2 separate regions of the Triticum aestivum genome follow, and region 2 is linked to region 1. The links are chromatin contacts, called in public Hi-C maps. All regions are on one chromosome and are shown on one strand. Each heading gives the region's core, a stretch centred on a gene start, on an enhancer-like site or on the middle of the called end of the contact. The rest is flanking DNA. Distances are from core to core; before and after follow the strand shown. Region 1 has its middle 35 kb from the start of LOC123090879. Region 2 holds the start of LOC123090879 (probable histidine kinase 4).

Evidence for each region. Hi-C and Micro-C count contacts between places; a contact is called where the count stands out from the background.
Region 2: a Hi-C map of root shows a contact between it and region 1, with 7 times the contacts expected there. The contact joins the promoter of LOC123090879 here to the enhancer-like site in region 1. A contact is called at or near these places in 5 of 5 Hi-C or Micro-C datasets (leaf, root and an unstated tissue) and 1 of 1 datasets of contacts at active chromatin or transcription factors (leaf).

Annotation. Positions count from the first base shown.
Region 1 is chr4B:41,477,684-41,482,800 of IWGSC CS RefSeq v2.1, forward strand. No RefSeq gene overlaps it. Among protein-coding and RNA genes, the nearest start is that of LOC123090879, 35 kb to the right of the region's middle. Within about 2 kb of position 2,363, at least 5 of the 8 cell types and tissues checked have an H3K27ac peak or open chromatin away from gene starts, as enhancers often do. A contact at or near this core is called in leaf and root, where this site is marked.
Region 2 is chr4B:41,512,375-41,517,491 of IWGSC CS RefSeq v2.1, forward strand. LOC123090879 (probable histidine kinase 4) reads left to right here and starts at 2,761. Exons shown (of 11, transcript XM_044512234.1): 1 at 2,761-3,328; 2 at 3,743-3,976; 3 at 4,058-4,224; 4 at 4,726-4,944; 5 at 5,038-5,117. The coding sequence starts at 2,957.

The DNA.
Region 1 (5,117 bases), core at 1,113-3,612:
TTTTTCTTTTTCTCCTTTTCTATTTCTATTTCTTTTATTTTTATTTATTGTTTAATGTGTTATACAAAGTTCATTGTGTGTTTATATAAAAAAATGTTCATCGTATAGTTTAAGGAAACGTTCACCCTATATTAAGAAAACATTTCTCTTATATTTAGAAAATGTTCAGCGTATTTTAAAAAATATATATTGTGTATTAAAAAGAATCAGCACATATCATAAAAATGTTCATTGTGTATTTTAAAATTGTTCAGCGTATATCACAAAATGTTCAATGTGCATTTAAGTATTGTTCAGCATATACCATAAAATGTTATGTGCGTATTTAAATATTGTTCAGCGTATATCATAAGAATGTCCAGTGAGCATTAAAATTGTTCAGCATATATTTAAAAAATCTTCGTATATAAGAAAATCAATAAATATTCAGAATTTCGAATGTTTGCTCATGTTTTTCAAAAAATCACTTTTTTCAAAAGTTATTTATGATTTGAAAGTTTGTTCAAATTTTTAAAAAATCAAAATTTTCAAAGATAATTCGCATTTTACAAAAATATTCACCTTTTTTCCAAGAAATGTTGACAAAATTGAAATAAGACAAAACTGTTGTTGTACTTAGCACTTTAAGTTTAGTGTTGCGTTTTAGCCACAGTCAGTCTCTATCTCTACTGACTAGCAACACAGCTATCCATCGAGAGGTGGTTGTTCCAATAGGACCTCTCGGAGCGCGGTTCTGTCTCGCTATAAGCGAGACAAAGTAGCGCCTATGGCCTGACAACAACAACCTTTCTAGTAAGCCCGGTGCACATCTTTATACAGAAAACCCAAATGGACCGGCCCATAATAACACCGGTCAAACTCAAAATTAGGTTGGATAGAGTTTTCTTATTCAAAACCCATTTCACATGAGTTTGAAAAAAAAGTCCTTTTACATTATTGTTTCAAAGTCAGTGTTGACGCAATAGTCCCGTTTGAATGGAATAAAGAGCCATCCCCTTTGTTACAACTGCTAATAAATATATCTCTGTTAAGTTGGTCTACAGGGTGCATACGGACATGATCAGAGACACAGCAGGGTGTGCCCACAAACAACACACCGCATGTACAGTTCAAGCACCATAGGAAGTGGTGAATCTTGCCTGGGCAGCTAACCTTCCATATCGCAACCCACACTTTTTTGCGCCAATCTGGACTCGCCGAGCTCTCCTCTTTGAGGACGGCGACCACTTTTTCTTCCGATGCAAATGGGTCAGAACTATATGGCGTGAGGCGGGACTGGTAGAGGTCTGAACAAGCCCGATGGTGGCATCTTCGCCACTTGTGGTGGCATGAAAGGAACCAGATCAGACATGCATGGCGAGAGGAGGGCATGATGTAATGGGTGTTGTGGCAGACTATTTAGCCCGGACCACTAGCTAATGGAATGCTAGGTGTTTCATGTGTCAAAAAAAAACTGCTAATAAGTATATAGTACTAGTAAATATTTGCCTAGGTTCAGCTACTCGGCCATGAAATATAGAGTCGTGCATGGCCGGCTGGCTGCTTTTCTAGTCTAGAATACCGTTGCTGGCTGCTAGGCCCGTCAGATTTTGTTTGTATTCATGCAAGTAGATTTTAGCCAGATTTTGTTCGTGTTCATGCAACTAGATTACGTACTCGCCCCTTATAAAGAACAAAAGTAGATTGCGTAGTCCCTGATGAATTGATCAAGAGAAGCTACTCTCGGTTTCTCAAGGAACGGAGACCTTCTCTAACGTTGACCCTTTGACACATCACGCATCCGATTCCACGAAGCACAACTGCACAAGCACCGCAAGACGGCAAGAGGAAACAAAGGGGCGCCCGCCGTGTGCCAAGTCGTAAAAGGCCAGCACCGGCGGCAAGATGATAGCAAAGGTAAGTAAAAAAGAGAGAGAGCGAAAGCGCGCGCTGACTTTGCAGCAAGTGAGGTTTCCTTTTTCCTTTTCGCGCCTCCCCCACCATGGTTTTGATTCGTTTTTTGACGAGGCGTATCTTGGCAAAGTTTCTCCCGGAAGATCACCGACAAGGGCCTCCGTGACGGCAATGCATGGCCCGGCGCGGCCGTAGTGGCAGCGCATCATCCATATCAGACCACACATTCTCGCTCGACTCCAGTGCGAGTGGGCGCACATGTACAGTGTCACTACCACCGGCCGGTTCGTGCAGAGTCCCCATGAATCCTTGGCCCACTGTTGGCCAGGTAGAGCATGGTGCGTTTGAATCTCTAGTCTAGTAGAGAGAAAAAAACTGGGCGATCGTGATTGATTTGAAGCCATACGTGTAGTCTATTACACTGCTTTGCGAATTGCGATCTGATGGCACCGGCGGCACGACACAACACATGCATGTGCCAATAATTGTATGCACCACCAGCAGTCCAAATCGGCCAACAACCAATACTATTGGGCAGTCTGAACCTTAACCGAGATCCTCGCGCTGACATGACAAGCAAATCGCCGCAAGAAACCAGCCGCCACTCGACAAAATCGCCTCTGTTCGCCTTGAGAAAAGCTCTACTCTATCGAGGATACGGCCCCGCAACGCAAACCAGCTAGCCGTTCCTCATGCCACCGATTATTGGCCGCTTTGCGCGCGCACTGGCGCCATGTTTCCTCGCACTATTGCTTTGCTCCATGTCCCATGTCCCATCCATGATGGACGATGGACCGGACAGTTTTTGTCTCGCTTGCCCGTTGCCGTTGCCATTTGGCAACGATAAGCTCTGGCCTCCCGATTTCCGTGGCTATAAGCTCGCCGTCCATTACTATCCCCTACGAATCCAACGGCCGGCGCCGCTCTAGAAGTAGCAGTTGAAACGGCTTCCCAGTGTAGAAAGCTTCCAAGGTGATTTCCATCCACGAGTTGTCATCGGCGGAAACAGGACCCCCTCTTAACTCTTGAGCTTTTCCTTGAGAAAGAAAAAATAAAAGAAAAAAATGCAACTTGGAGCACACATGGAAAAGGCAGACGCAAAGCTTCCCGGATCGGAGGTGGTGGGTCCTCAGACTTTTCCTTGTCTTGCCGAAGCGATAAAAGGGACATATCGCGATCTCGTGGTGAGTGAGATCATTGCACCGTGCACAATTATTATTCCGGTTCCGCCCGCCTACTTCCGCTGGCTCGTGAATAGGCTGCTGTCCTTGCTCGCAACAAGGCTATGCTTCGCTTTGCCCAAATGCTACACACATTTGGAAAAGCGAAAAATTGAGACGGAGCCCACATGCAGTGACGTGTTTTTGAGACGGCTATTTATATTCGGCGGAAATTGAGGTGGACATTTTTTTGTCTCCGGCAAAACTTTCGGCACACCCTAGCACCACCAGAAAGGAGCATGCATGTCGTTTCCCTCTATTATAATTGTGTGCTGGTAAATATGGTGATAGATAAGTATGGATTTTACAATATGAGTTGCAATATGGGTGGATGATGACATGGATCGCGACATCAACGATGGCTGCGCTTTGTTCGTGTGTCTCATGTTAGATTCGCTTTGTCGATATGTCCGTTCCCTCTCGCAGCGTTTGATTTTTTTTTTTACTTTTTATAGCGTTCCATGTAGTGCTATGATAGATGATGAATAAATCAAAAAAATCCAGCAGAAAAACACCGAGATTGCTTGCATTTTCATTACATGCATGATCAAAAGTCTTTTACTTCCTTCAGAAAAAAATAACTCTCATATTTCCCCATTTAAAAACAACGTTTAAGCCTTGACTTAATAAATCCAGTTAAACATGTAAAAAACATGGAACTAATTTCGAAGATATCACCGCGAGAAATAGAACGATTCATAACTTGGACTTTTGGCTTAATATTTGTCTCCATTTGAGCTTTTGTTAAGAAGAAGAAGAAGAAAAACTCATCATATGTCCTCATGCAGAAATGGGTACCTTCTTAGGAAATAAAAACGGACATCCCAACATGTCGACCGAGTGGCGTCGAGCCCTCCCCGCGTAACCCATGGAGAGGGCAACTTTTTCCCCTAGTGACGGCCTTCCATTTTAAATAGATCATTTCTCACATATATTCAAAATTATTGATAATCTTATGGGTACATCAAAATTTACATTCCGGTAAAAATATAGCTCACAAATGAATTTGACTTTAATTATCATAATTTGTTCAACAGTTCCTCAAATTCTGGAATGATCGGTAGTAAAATAAAAAAAACTTTTGTGTGATGAAAATTGACATCATTGAGAGTAACTCTAGCATAGTCACTGTATTCATAACGTGTGTGGAGTGCGCTCCATAATATTGTAGAGGTTGGCAAGGCGATGCGCAAACACAGAATCGTCATAAACCGTAGCCTTTAACTTTTTCCCATGTGAGACCTTTTTGTCATTGAGTGCAATATCTCTTCCTTCCCCATCTTAACAATGTAAGTTTTTTCTACTAGATTTCGACATGGGTGCCAACTAGGATTTGAGAACCATTTAAACAACGATTCTCTACTAGAACTTGAACTGTGTGCTCTTCCTTCTTTTGTAAGTGACCTCGGAGGCGGGGATGCTTTTACTGCCACAGCCATGCAGTTGACGAACACCTGTGTGTCCTTGATCAGGGCCGGCCCTGAGGGGGGGCAGGGGGGGCGGCCGCCCCGGGCCCCCAAGATCCAGGGGCCCCCACCCGCAGCAACTAGGCCTAGGTAAGTTATGGGCCTACGTCAGGAAAAAATAAAAGCGCTGGGCGCTGGGCTTTAGTCTTTGTACGTAGACGCGCCAGCGCAGAAAGCAGCAGGCCGATCGCCCACCCAGCGATGGATTTGTTTGTTATTCCGGGAGCGAGTCCTTCACGTGAAAAAAGGAGTGATCGACGCAAGCCCTTCCAATTCCATCACGGCAATCAGGCATGCACAGCTATTCGAGCCCTAAGCCGCCGACGCCCGATGTTCGTACTGGTACTGCCGCGGACGCCCTCCTTTGTCCTGGTAATTTCCAACCTAGTTAGCTGTTGATTTCAGTTCATAGGGCCCCCATCTGTAACTCTATATAGGCAATTAGGAACACGTACTTCTAATCTAGTTCTCCACTGATTTCAATTCTAGGGACCCGATCTGTAATTTTGTGCAGGCACGCGCACTAACGCTCATCACC
Region 2 (5,117 bases), core at 1,511-4,010, 35 kb after region 1:
TTTCACTGCAACGACCCACTCGAAGCTGAGCTACATGCAATCATGCAGGGTATGGCCTTGTCCATCCAGCATTCCGATCTTCCGGTGGTCGTGCAAACAGACTCCTCTGAAGCCATGTCCAGCTTGACAAATGGTGCGTTGGTTCACTTATTATTCGGTCATATAGTTCGGGAGATCAAGGATCTACTTGGTAATAGGGAGTTTTTTCCACAAAAAATTAGTAGGCTCCAAAATAGAGTTGCCGATCGCCTGGCGAAATATAGCCGGTCTGAAAGAGCTACGGCTGTGTGGCTTGGTTTGGCTCCATCATGTATCAAGGACATTTGGCCTCTCGACTGTAACTCTATTCATTTGCAATAAAACTCCCTTTATCCCCGAAAAAAAAGTACCCACTCGGCTGCGTTCAGATAGTGCCCACTCGGGTGTATATGCTCTAACCCAACCAGCGTAGGGTTTTGGTGTGAGGTGCTGCCGCAGATAAAAAGCAAGTACTACTGTACTACAAATCCGGCACTGCCGGGCGCCTGAGGCGGGAGGGACCGCATTATCGTTGCCACCTTCACGTGAAGGCCCAGCGCGCGGGTGACCACTGACCACTCGCGAGTGGCGACCGGTCGGCCGTTTCATGGGACGGAGGCCACTTGTGCGTGCCTAGCTAGCCGTAGCCGTAGTAGACGACCTCACGCCGTCCTCCGTGCCGCCGGCGTGGTGGTCTCGCCCACCAACCTGGCGCCGGCCGGTAGGCTTGGGGCAACCCCGCCTGGGCATGGCATTTCCTGCGTGACGTACGGGCGCGGTGGCCGGCCGTTGCGGTAGGTAGATCGCAGTGTCGGGCCGGGACGGTGCGTGTCAGTGTGCGCGCGATCGCTTGCTACTACTGTACTACCTACGATCATCCATGTTGTTTTCCCGCTTGATAGACAGCGACGAGGAAGATGATCGATCGCACGGTCGATGCCTGTCATGCCATGCATCTACAAGACTTACGGCGCCAACGGCGGTAGCTGAGGTTGCATGGTATGGTATGGTATGATTTGTTATTATTTTCTCATACTATGTGTATTTTAAGTAAGGCGCCCGAAAGTAACCATCTGCCCGGCCGGCCGGAAAGCGACGCTATGCTTCACAGTTCACACCCCTATAGTAGCTAGAGTAGAGTGCAAACGAAGCGCGCGCCCATCTAAAACTAAAAGCGAGTGAAAACGCGCATAAACCCGGCACACGCACGCCTGATCCTAAAATACTCCTCTGATAATAATAATAATAATACACGATCAACGGGCGCATGCGGCAACAAGCAAGAGCATACACGAACGAGACGTCCAAATTAACAAAGCCGCTCGCAACGTGCCGGGTAACTAGTGTACGGCTTACGCGATGCCCCCCGTGCAGCTTATTGCAATAAACAAACAAAAGCTTTGATCGTGTCTCACCCAACCGAAGGCTACGCTACTGGAACTGTAGGCGCCGTTAAAAATTAAGGGCATTGTTTAAGCAATGGGCGACCTATGCTATGCATGTGGCCGAGAGATGCTCTGGCGCTTAGAATACGTTAGCCGGAACAGCAGTTAGCATAAATAATGCTCCGCTAACACGGCGCTGCGCGTGGCGCATTTCTCTATGCGGAAATGTTGGGGCCTTTCTGTGCAGAAAAGAAAAAGGCGACGATCGCGTTCTCCGTATCCCGCCCTGCTTTCGGACATTCTTCTGTGCTTATTATATGTGTCCGGCTCGGCCTGGAACCATGCATGGATGGATGGACATAGACTAAGCTGGAATTGCTCGCTAGACAGCCCTGCCGGCGAGCTCCGGTCGTTGCGGTCTGCCAGGAGACCGCCGGGGTGGAGAAGGAAGGCTCACATGGGGTATCGCCGATATGGATGGATCTTGTACTACTAGTTTAAGATCAGATATAGTATGTGCTCTGTAAGTTGGCACGACACGACACGACACGACACGCACCAGCTTGGAGACGATGGTTGAGCTCCGATTATGTGTCGCGTACGTATATCCATTAACCAGCTAGTATCTCCTGGCTGATCCCGTGCAGTAGTGCTCCTGTCTAAAATAAGATGGCGAGCAAAGTGAAAGTAAAAGCGGATCAGAACGAGATATGTCCGTCCGAGGCGAGAGCGAGCGAGGGATCGATCGCTGTTGACTATTGACCGCCACCTCCTCCCCTCTCCGTCCGTCCGCCCGTTTGTGGAGCGCGTGGGCGCGGGCCCGCCGCCAGATTTGGGAGGATCCCCCACGGAGCGGATCCCCGAGACCGCGACGCGCGCACCCACCCCGCCCAACCGACTGCTGCCGCGACCGACCGCGCGTCCCCACCACCGCCACCACCACCGCCCGTGGGATCAGACGAGATGGGATGAGATGAGAAAATCCGCAGGCGGATCACCGTATCCCGGCGGGCGACGAACCGAATCAGAACCGCCGCTCGCGGCCCGGGTGCGTCCCAGCCGTGCATGCCCCCGGCGGTGTGGCCGATGGACTCATGCATGGACCGATGGGCGACGGGGTGGTGGCGTGGCGTGGCGTGGCGTGGCCGGGTGGGGTTCGGATAAGGGAGGGAGGAGGGAAAGGGACGGGGCAGCGGCAGGCCTGCTGGGCCGGGGAGGCAGGCAGGGCCGCAAAAGGCATGCGGGGCCCGCCGGGGATGGGGAGGGAGAAAAGGAGGCCCGGTTTGATTATTTATTTATTTTTAGTCGGGCGCGTAGCGTATCTCATAAAATCCAGGAAATTCGATCGTCCACCCGTGGCTCCTCTCCTCTGGCGAAAAGCAACAGGCAGACGACCACGCCCGAGAAGCGGGCCGGCAGCGAGGCCAGCCCGGGAAAAGCGACCCTGCTCCCTCCCCCTCCCTCTGTCTCTCTCTCGTCTCATCCTCTTGCTGCTGCTTGAGCTGAGGGTTGGAGTGCGGCGCATGTGAGCTGAGCTGGTTGGGCCGGCGGGGATGGGGATGGGGGTGGGAGGAGGGGAGGGTGCTCCGGTGGCGCCGGCGGTGGTGGAGGAGGCAGGGAAGGGGGAGAAGGAGGAAGGGGAGGAGGAGGAGGAGGGGGGCAGCTGGGGGTGGCGCGCGAGGTCGAAGCTGAGCGCGGCGCTGGCGGCGCTGTGGGTGGTGCTGGTGGTGACCGGGGTGACGGCGCTGCACCGCAGCCTCCGCCACGGCGCGCTGGTCAAGGCCGAGGAGGGCATCGTGTGCATGTGCGAGGAGCGCGCGCGCATGCTGCAGGACCAGTTCGCCGTCTCCGTCAACCACGTCCACGCCCTCGCCATCCTCGTCGCCACCTTCCACTACGAGAAGCAGCCGCCCGCGCTCGACCAGGTCCGTCCCCGACCACCCTCCATCTCCATGTGTGTGCCGTACGACGACGGCTTCAGCAATTGCTATCGCTTCCTCGGCTCCACTGCAGCGCTGCCGCGCGAATTCTCTGCCGATTTAATTCATGCAGCAGTACATGCTCTGCCTCTGACCATGCAGCAGTACATGCTCTGCCTCTGCCTCTGCGGCTGCTCCCTCTCCATTTAATTCATGCGAGAGCTTCCCGGGCCTGCGCCTGCCATGGAAGGACATGCCATGCCAGTGCTAGTACCGTTTTACCACAACCTGTAGCATGCATGCCATCCTACACAAAAAGAAGCTCCTGTTCCGCGTTTTGAAATTGAATTTGATTGACAGCCGCGGCTGGTTGCTCTGGCTTTAAATTAATGCGTGCGCTTCTTCTTGTTCTTGGAGCAGGACACCTTCGCGGACTACACGGCGCGGACGTCCTTCGAGCGCCCGCTGCTGAGCGGGGTGGCGTACGCGCAGCGGGTGATGCACGCCGACCGGGAGGCCTTCGAGCGGCAGCAGGGCTGGATCATCAAGACCATGAAGCACGAGCCGTCCCCGCCTCAGGACGAGTACGCGCCGGTCATCTACTCCCAGGAGACGGTGTCCTACATCGAGGGGCTCGACATGATGTCCGGCGAGGTCTGTGCTGGTCTCCCTCTGCTCTGTTTTTTCTCAGCTTGTTTTTTGGGGCTCTGAAGGTCTGTGTTGCTGCTGCTGCAGGAGGACCGGGAGAACATCCTGAGGTCGAGGGCGACCGGGAAGGCCGTCCTCACCAGGCCATTCAGGCTCATGTCGAACCACCTGGGCGTGGTACTGACGTTCCCTGTCTACCTTGTCGACCTCCCCCCGGATGCCAAGGTGGAGGATCGTGTCGCTGCTACCGCCGGGTGAGGCTTCCCCTCCCCTCGATCAATGCATTTCTCTCCTCTGTTCTACTACTCCACTGTAGAACTGCCGGTTCACCGCCATTTGCTGCCCACTATGCTGCTCATAAAGAAAGCACATTAGTTTGTCAGAGTGCAGCACTGCTGCTGCATGTTTTACACTTTTACTTCACTGTATCAGAAAATGAAAGAAGGTTTACAGAGGTTTCTATTCACAGTGCCACTGTGAGTGCACATCATTGGTCAAAATGGGTCTTTTATATCTGACCTTTTTAGCGCCTTCTTAGAATGCTCCGATTGGCATCAAGCTGGCTTTTCGAAAGCACCTATTCATTACTAGTTATGGATATAGTGGTTATTTGGAACTTGAAAGCGCCTCTTTTCAGGTGTAACAAAATAGTCTTGCTAAAACTAGTAAGATTCCCCTAACTAACTGAATTTGACGGTTCGGCGCAGCTCAGCGCAACAACCGCAAACTGAACCCATTTTGATTTTGCTTGACAGATATCTTGGAGGCGCTTTCGATGTAGAGTCACTTGTGGAAAATTTGCTGCGGCAGCTAGCTGGCAATCAGGAGCTGGTGGTGAATGTTTATGATGTCACAAACCATTCGAATCCTCTTGTCATGTATGGGTCTGAAGTCCCTCTTGGTGCCCCCTCACCCTCACACACCTGCACGCTTGATTTTGGTGATCCATTCAGAAATCATCACATGATATGCAGGTGAGGATGTGCGGATTGGTCATTTTGATTTTGTCAAAATAATTTATTTATTTTTTTGCATCTTTTTACCCCTCTGTCCATTATTGTGTGCAGATACAGAAGCGAGCCCCATGTTCCATGGTCTGCTATTACTACCCCGTCTGGTGTGTTCGTTATACTTATGCTTATCGGCT